2 separate regions of the Rattus norvegicus genome follow, and region 1 is linked to region 2. The links are chromatin contacts, called in public Hi-C maps. All regions are on one chromosome and are shown on one strand. Each heading gives the region's core, a stretch centred on a gene start, on an enhancer-like site or on the middle of the called end of the contact. The rest is flanking DNA. Distances are from core to core; before and after follow the strand shown. Region 1 has its middle 71 kb from the start of Trnap-agg90. Region 2 overlaps Ndfip2 (Nedd4 family interacting protein 2).

What was found. A called contact is a pair of places that touch in the nucleus more often than the background predicts.
Region 1: a Hi-C map of liver shows a contact between it and region 2, with 5 times the contacts expected there. The contact joins two enhancer-like sites. A contact is called at or near these places in 2 of 12 Hi-C or Micro-C datasets (hepatocytes and liver).

What each region holds. Positions count from the first base shown.
Region 1 is chr15:88,559,705-88,564,080 of GRCr8, forward strand. No RefSeq gene overlaps it. Among named protein-coding and RNA genes, the nearest start is that of Trnap-agg90, 71 kb to the left of the region's middle. Within about 2 kb of position 2,012, at least 1 of the 93 cell types and tissues checked has an H3K27ac peak or open chromatin away from gene starts, as enhancers often do. A contact at or near this core is called in liver, where this site is marked.
Region 2 is chr15:88,493,956-88,498,750 of GRCr8, forward strand. It overlaps Ndfip2 (Nedd4 family interacting protein 2), which reads left to right. Exons shown (of 8, transcript NM_001108390.2): 6 at 911-977; 7 at 3,887-3,992. The coding sequence ends at 3,990. Among named protein-coding and RNA genes, the nearest start is that of Trnap-agg90, 5.1 kb to the left of the region's middle. Within about 2 kb of position 2,121, at least 2 of the 93 cell types and tissues checked have an H3K27ac peak or open chromatin away from gene starts, as enhancers often do. A contact at or near this core is called in liver, where this site is marked.

The DNA of each region.
Region 1 (4,376 bases), core at 762-3,261, 66 kb after region 2:
CGGAAAAACGTGAACAAGAGCGTTTTACAAACAGGATAAGAGAGAATTAGTCTAAATTGCAGCGATGCTGCTGCGCCCGCTTTCAGATCTTTGGGTCCGCTTCCTGCAGGGTTTTTTCATTTTAACAGAGGATCCAAACTTGAAATTAAAGGGATTAGGCTTTTACTGAGGGGATTTCAGGCTTCGCCCAGCATGTGAGGGTGTTGTCTAGGGGGACGGTGAGACTTTTTTTTAAATCTTCTTAAACCCATGAGGTGGGGGGTGGGGGTGGGGGGGAACGCAGCTGTTTACTCTGATGGGTGGTTAACATTTGTGAGAGGGGGGGGTCTTTAAATTTGTGCTTCAGAAAGGAGAGAAAGAGAAAGAAAGAGAAAGAAAGAAAGAAAGGAAGGAAGGAAGGAAGAACAAAAGAAAGAAAGAAAGAAAGAAAGAAAGAAAGAGAGAAAGAAAGAGAAAAGAAAAACATTCAAAGTTCAAATAGGTAGCTTGCCTCCCGTGACACTTTGAAGTATAACACCTATTTTTGTATAGCCTCTGGTATACATGATAAAAGAGTTCCATTTAAGTGTTTTTCTGCCTTTAAGAAGTTTGCCACAGGAAGGGGTAACTAAGGAGAGCGCAGCTTTGGAGGGGAAGAAGGCAAAGCTCTAGGAAACTGGCCTCCCCTAACCAGCTGGTGGACATTGATTTAGCCACAGAGCTCACACAAGTCTCTCCTTCCACCCCCAGAAAACCTGGCTGTTGTGTGAGGTTGCCCTAAAATTGATTTTCAATGACTTCCTGAGATACTGTAGTGATTGAACAGTCGGACCTCTGTTGGCTAAGGCCCGGTGACAGAGGGAGTACTTGCTTCAGGTACCAAGTAACCAGGGCCATACAGGGACCTGACCATCACTTCCCAGGAAGCGATGGGGAGGAAATTGCTTTTCCTTGAAGCTGCTTTCACTTTGAACAAACGGTAAAGGAAGACAGTTGTCTTTTAGACAGAACTTGATCCTGTTGACTTTATCCATATCCCTGACTGTCCTTGATATTTTTCATTAATACTGTGTCACTGTGACGGTTTATGTCTGCTTGGCCCGGGGAGTGTCACCATTTGGAGGTATGGCTTTGTTGCAGTAGGCATGCCACTGTGAGTGTGGTCTTTAAGACCCTCATCCTGGCTGCCTGGGAGTCAGAATTCTGCTAGCAGCCTTCAGATGAAGATGTAGAACTCTTAGCTCCTCCTGCACCATGTCTGCCTGGATGCTGCCATGTTCCCACCTTGATGATAATGGGCTGAACCTCTGAACCTATAAGCCAGCTTCGACTAAACATTTTGTCTTTATAAGACTTGCCTTGGTCATGGTGTCTGTTCACAGCAGTAAAACCCTAACTAAGACAGTCACTGAGGTAACTCTTGTTTTCCAAAGTGGGGGATTTCTGTGGAAAGGGGCCTGATAGGTAGAAAGGCAAGAGGGAAGAGGTGAAAAGAAAGAGGAAAGGCCATGGAGGGAGGGGAGAGCTAACCTCTAGATGACCAGGAGTATCTGAATGGCAGATTTTGGAATTAGGTTCCTCAAACTGAACCAGTTACATATTCTCACAATGCTTTAATTAAGAGCTACACAGCAGGTCTTAGAATACAGCAGAGCTGGCCATCTTTGAATTTCTCTCTCCAGACTTTGTCTTATTAGCTGCTTTTAATGACAAAAGGCTTTTGCTTAAAGACCCTCACGGGTATAGTGGTATGTGGTTGTGAAATGCGTCCCATAAACTCATGTGAAGACTTTGTCTCCGGTGGCTGACCATGTTTTCTTTGGAAGCTGTGGAGCCTTGAAGATACGAAACCCAGCCATCTGAACCCAGCTTCCATGATTGGACCTTTGCAGGTTATGTTGCCCTTCAATCCACCAGCACATGAGGAAACCTACGTCATACTCTCTGCCATGTTGGCTGGAAACAGTGGTTCAAGAAGAGTTTCTCCCTCTCTGAATTTGCTTCTGTCAATATTTTGTCACAGTACTGAAACGAGGAACTCTTGTGAAACACTGTCCTGTAGGGACAAAAGCCATTGCCACTTTAGTCAGTGGATCCCCTCAACAAAGGCAGCTCTGTTGTTTTCCCTCCCTGAAAGAGGTTTCTGGCCATTGGATCCACACCTGAGACAGCAGCCTTTCCCCCCTGCACCTCTCCCCATGCAGAATGACAATCTGCCCCTACCCATAGTGTCAGAGTACTTGTGTTTATAGGAGGCACAAAGCTAATTAAAGAGCTGAAGAGGTGACAGTACCCTGAATCTATGGAGAAATTGTTGTCCATGCTTAGGTAACTGTTTTGGGGTTACCCATACTCTGTAAATAACCCCTCACCCATGTGTAGGAGTAAGTTCAGTAAAATTGTTGAGTCACTAACCTAGATTTGAGTGGCATGATTACTTTGGTCTGTTGTTGTTACCCTGTGTGGAGTGAATAGACATTTGGTCATGTCTCCCCAGGAAGAGTTCATGCAGCATTAACTACTACATACATTACAGGTGGTACATCGAAAAGATGGTGTATTCATAGGTCGCTCTGATGATATATTCTGAGGAATGATTCATTACGGGGTCTTATTGTTTCATGATTACCAGAGTATAAGTCTACACGCCCCAGGTAGTCACCCTGCTCTGTGGCGTGTACTGCCATATAGGCACACATCATGAATTAGGGCATCAATACATGGCACATAACTGCATTTGATAGGCCCCACATTCTGTTATAATTTTTGGTTGCTTTGCTGACTTACATAAATCTCTCTATTTGCGCTTAATCCAGGTCAGGCCCATGAGTAACTGAATTCCTTTCTTAGGTTTCCTCAGTCATTCTGGATACTTACCAAAAGAGGTTCCACAGCAAGGATCTTCAACTAGGGTGACAATTGTACTGTATGTTGTCTGCCCTGTATTGCTAAAACCCATTTCATGTCGGGTGTTACTGCTGGTCCAAGGTCCCACCTTCCTCTGCCTGCCCATATGGAAAAAATCTCTGGAAGCTAACAACCGACTGAAATATACAAGTGGAGAGGGACCAAGGCACATGTAAGGTAGATCTCTGACCTGTTTTGGTATCCAGTGCCCCAGAAATCAACCAATTATTTAAATAACCTGTCTGGGGAAAGCAGTCTATTCTCTGCAAGTCATGCCTGTGAAAGCTAGACTACTATGTCTAAAAACAAGCTAGAAACCCAAATAGTTATACCGTAACGAGCAGTTTCCCCACTTCTCACACACTTCAATAAGCTCTTACCCTAAGGCCATCCTCTCCCGATTTTCTGATGCCTTTGAGTCTGTGCAAATGTAGGCAAAGGTGTCTATTTATTGAGATTATATTGATTTCTGAAACATTAAATTAAGGGATAAAAGGCAACTTAGAATTGAGAAATCCACTCGATGGTGGCTTGCTAGAGCAAGCTCGGAAGACGGAGCCTTCCTTTTGTTTTCTTGTAGTTGGTCTTCATGTGTTTCTATGCCGGGTCCCGGTATGGGTTAGCATGACTTGTCAGGTTGGTTTGAATTCAAGTTCCATGCCTGACAAAACACGCCGCGTCTCAGTTCCACCTGTTGCCCTTTTAGCCCAGCATGGCTACTTCATAACAACTCTGGTCATTCAGCTCAGGACGAGTCTGCACTCAAGTCTCTGGCCACAGGGTGGGCACTGGTTCTCACTGCCTTGTGGCATTGTTTATTCCCTTCCTAGATGTCAGACACACATGTCCTTTCTCAGAGCTAGAAACACACCCCAGTGCCTTCCTACAAGGGAGTCAATGTTCTTTTCTCTTCCTTGGTAAAACAGAAACTAGGTATAAGTGAAGTGTTTGACTCAATTAATCAAATATCCTCTCATTACAACCCAGATAGTTATTTGAAGGTTGCCTGAATGCTAGAAGGCAGGTAGGTGTTTAGCAGACAAATGGATCAAGCTAAGCTTTTCTGTGGTGGATTCTTTGGTGAGCCATTCAGTGGTGATATACTTGTCCTGCCTTTAATATTACCATGCCAATAACAAGTGGTCATTTATTTACCTGTCAATAAAGACTCTTCTGCCCCACTGTTTTCTGTGACCTCAGCCCTTTACTTTCTAATCTTTTATTTTTCAGAATCAAGAAAACCCTAGTTCTTTATTAGTTAAAAAAAAAACAAACCAGTTTTCCCAAATTGATTGTACATTTTCTTTGTGGCAAATTTGTGTCTGCTAGCTTTTCTCACATGTGTCTTTATTGTTCTGCATACACAATAACGTATTGTCTCACTACATCCCCGTGATGCAATCCTTTCACAGACTAGTTGAATAGGATGCGTTATGTTTCCTGCATTGTGCAACGTATGCAAATGAGCCAGGTGACTTCAACTTGGTGAA
Region 2 (4,795 bases), core at 871-3,370:
AAGCATCATTCTACCTTTTTTCACAATTTTTAGGTAAATTGGATTCAATTTGGAAATCAGTAGAAAGAAATCAATCAAAACTATCTTTTTTGTTTGTAACTTTTAGAATATGTTATCTGAAACACTTAAAAGTAATTATTTGGAGGCACTTTAAGATGTAGTGTGAGTTACCTGCTAAGGACGCTGCACTGATGTACTACCAGGCTCTGAGAGTGCAGTGTCTGCTCTAGAGAAGGCCCCTGTGCTCTCTGCTGTGAGGCCACCTGCTGAAGGCCCACCTCACACAGGACATGGCCGGCAGCAACCACTGTTGAAATGCCACTTCGAGGCTCATTTAGCTATTCTCCGCTCACTGTTGGGAGCTGAATGTCAGGCATCTAGTTTGAAATAAAAAGTTTCTAATGAGTTGGGGGGTCTTTCTGTGCCTAGTATTTTTGGCAGTGATTAACAGTAGGGGGTGTAACAGAAGGTCAAAAACTCTCCATTTTAGAGGTCACCAGAACATCCCCATCTGATAAGATTAACCTACTGTGGCTTTTGTGTTAATACCCAAAGCAGCAGGTGGCTCTGGCCCATTTGGGATGTGGCTGTGGCTTTGGGACTGCATAAGAAACTGACTTTTCAATGAAAAAAAAAAGTTTGATTCCAATAGATAACATTTAGGCATTTATCTTTTTGCAAGCAGTTTGGAGGTTTTGTTTATAAAGTACTTTACGGAAGTTTACAATCGCATAAGAATTTTTTCACCATTAAGTATTATTCCTGCCCTTTCCTTTTGTGCTGTTTTTATATGCTATTTTTAAGCATTAAAGATTATTTAAAGAGATAATTTATTCTGAAACCTAGGATAATACAAATATTCAAATGTAGTTATACAAATATGATTAATATATTTATGTTTACCCCATAGTTTTCGGACTATTTTACTGGCTATTTCAATGGACAATATTGGCTTTGGTGGATATTTCTTGTACTTGGTAAGTTTATTTTTTTATATTCCTTTTTATTTAATCTTTTATTTTTTTATACTACAGATTTACATTCCAGATCCCATACCTTCTCCCTGCCCGTCTCCTGAGGACGTCCCCTCCCCTCAGGCCTCTAGCCTCCCTGGGGCCTCCAGTCTCCTGAGGGTTCCGTGCATCTTCTCTGACTGACTGAGCCCAGAGCAGCGTTCCTCCTTAAGGCAGTACAGTTTAAAATAGTGTTTCTTTATTGCTCAGCTTAACTGCTAGTCCTAAAATTATAAAGTGCAAGTAAGTTGTGTTCCTTCCTAGTGTGCAGAACTAATTCTAGTGTAAAGGTTGCCCCCACTTAGCTCCTTAGCAACGGAGGGAACAGAGGTGCTGGGACGATAAGTAAGTGCTACAGAGTTTGAAGTTTCTACCTAATTAAAATAGTTATCTTTATGAATTATCTTAGGAAACACACGTGTATAATTTTAATGACAATGTAGCATGTAGGAGGGTTTCTGCATGCAATGCTGTCTTCTTGTTTTTGGATCACAGAAACCTTTGTGCTTTTGAAATGTGCCTTTCCTTAATCATTAACCCACAGTGCAGGGAAAGGCTCTATGGCCAACGATCACAGTACTTCTGCTTAGTTGTCTCCTCAGTAAGGCACAATTTTTATTATGTTGGTGACATCTGTGGGTTTTCAATAGTAGGTGGTAGTTAATTTTAGCATCATATTCTACTCGTGACCCATATTTCAAATGTCTTGACTGTTGAGACTCATTTTAATTCTTTTAGGTTTCAGTAGGTGGCAGTCTTCTCTGTAGGTTCTTAGTCGGGCCGTTGTGTTTTGAAGGTTGTTTGGGAAATATATTATTGGTAGCCAGTTAAGGTCACTAAATTTCTAGTGTAATATTATGGTAAAGTTATGTTCTTGTTGTAACTAGGTTGGGGAGTCACAATTATAAAGGGTTAAGATGGGTTTATATAGTGTTAATTGTGTCCTCACTTCTTGAATTCTTTGCTTTCTATCCAGTCTCTTATCTAAAAGTTGAAAACAAAAGCCCTATGAGTTCTGTGAAGCATTTAAACACACTTGTGTGTATTTGCTTTTGATGCCCATTTATAAGGGTGAGTGCGGTTGGAGGAAGGTAACTGTGGGGCAGAGTGCCACCGGTGATCCTGGGTCCACCGCAGAGCCAAGGCCTAGCATTTACTGACAGGAGTATGCAGACTTCATCAGCACTATGATGCTGCTGTCACATACATAAAACAATGCTGGATACCGGTAGGATGCTAGTCTAGGAGCCTCTGGGTGGGCTTTAGGAAGGAATTGGCGTTAGAAAATGCCTAAGGAGAGCAAACCAAGAGCCAGCCACCATGGACCAACATGTCTGCTGCTTTTCAATAGTGCTTTTGTATTTAAAAAATGAAAATAGTGTTTATGCTGTTGCCTTGCATCTGGTAGGGAATGAGGGTAGACTTTGGAGAGACGGGATCACAGATGGAGAGACTTGTGTATGATAGCAAGTGGGACTGGACTTAGCTGAAATCTAGTTCTTCACCTAGTCACTTGTGTGTATCTGTCTTATCTAGACTGTTACAGGCAGTGTGTGCACCTTCTCTCTAGACTGTTGTTACAGGCAGTGTGTGCACCTTCTCTAGACTGTTGTTACAGGCAGTGTGTGCTCACCTTCTCTCTAGACTGTTGTTACAGGCAGTGTGTGCTCACCTTCTCTCTACACTGTTGTTACAGGCAGTGTGTGCACCTTCTCTCTAGACTGTTGTTACAGGCAGTGTGTGCTCACCTTCTCTCTAGACTGTTGTTACAGTGTGTGTTCACCTCTCTAGACTGTTGTTACAGTGTGTGCTCACCTTCTCTCTGGACTGTTGTTACAGGCTCTTCTGTGTGCTCGGACTACTTCCTGATAGTGGGGTAAAGATTGGTTCATAGTCACAAGCACTTTGTTTCTAGTGAAGGAAGTCACACACATGTGCCTCTGCTTTTGTTTTTTCTTCACTATTTCTGGGCATGAATTTACTGGAGTTAATAAGTGCTTCCCAGAAAACTGGATGCTTAAATATTCCAGAGGCTTGCACTAATAATATTAATGCTTCTGAACTTACCTAGAATTTTTTCATCTGAAACTCTAAAGCATTTCACAGGCATTGCTTTTTAAATTACTAAAGTTTCATGTGATGTAAATGGGTATTCTTTAAAAATAGTGTTTTGCGGGGTTGGGGATTTAGCTCAGTGTTCAGTCCCCAGCTCCCAAAAAAAAAAAAAAAAAAAAAAAGAAAAGAAAAGAAAAAATAGTGCTTTGCTTAGAAAGCTACCTCAGCCATCTAAATCACAAAGACATCACCAGAGTGACTACTTCCCAGAGACCATCCTGACTCGTCTTAGTTTTTGATACAAGTCTTTTATTAGTTAAAAATAAAAACTTAAAAACTTGTCCATCTTTGAATGTAGATTTCACAAGTGGCCGACACTTTATATTGCCAGACAGTCTTATTTTTTATCTGTACTGTTAACATCTGTGTACACTCATTTTTGTCGGATTACTTTGACAACAACCGCCTTCATTTGCCCAGCATTGGAGTCATTGGAAAGTGTAATAAAAGGTAGGCGGTGTAGGAGTGACTCCTGTGAGATGGACAGACTTGGCCGTGTAAGTTGTCACTGCTCACGCTCTCTGTGTGGTTTTGGTTTATAACTTACATTTGCTTTAATTTCGTTACAGTTAGGATTAAGAAATTGAAAGATATAGTGTGTTTTATCATGGTGGTTACCATTGTAGTTCAGGATGTGCTGTAGAATACATGGACTCTGCAGGTTGACCTCCTTGAGTGAAGGGATGGGATTATGCTTGCCTGTTCTGTCATGCTCCCTTATGGTGGTAAGGATGTATCTGTCATTTCACTCTTCCTAGGCCTGCTCCTTTTCTTCAGAGGATTTGTTAATTACCTAAAGGTCAGAAACATGTCTGAAAGTATGGCAGCTGCGCACAGAACAAGATACTTCTTCCTTCTCTAGAGGTGAGAAATGCTAATGTGATGTTTCTTTAGTCATAATCTAGTCCTATTTTCCAGACACATATTAAATATTTAATGTGTACCTCTTAGTTTTACTTAGTATATTTATTATGACTGTACTGTTAATAGTTTACTGAAAGTTGCTGACCTTTTTAGATAATTTAGATAAAACATTTTAAGTAGAATTTCATGAATTTAAATTTTAAAATACAAAATCATAATCAAAAGCTTTATTTATTTATTGATTGATTGATTGTGGTGCCAGGCTCGAGCCCAGAGCCTTGCATGTGGAACAAGCAGGCCCTTTCCCCTGCGCCCTTGGTCTTTGAGACAGGCTTGTGCTGTGTAGTTCTGGCTTGCATTAACCTGGGACTTCCTAAATACTGGGGTTAAGGTGTGCACCACTCTCCTCAGAGAGACTTAAATCCTACTTTTCAACTCCTCTTTAATGATTTGCCACAGCACATTTGAAGTGATTGGTAGCACAAAACTTGAAGACTTTAAAAAGCATAATTTTTCTAACAAAATACTTACATAGTGAGGATGGAAATTCTGAAAAAGTAATGCAGAGTCCATACGGTCATCTGGTGAGAAAATAGAAGGACCACAGATTTGCAGCTGAGAAACCCTTTGTCCCATAATAAAAGGAGAAGGAAATGAGTGGAGAGAACTCGAGTTACCTGGGGAGTTTTTAGAAGTCATGGTGCAGTCAACATTTATTAAACAGCCAAGGAGTCTGTTCGTACAATGGCACCGTTTCTTCACTTATTTCTTGGTATTTATGGGTTCTATTTCTATTTGCTTAA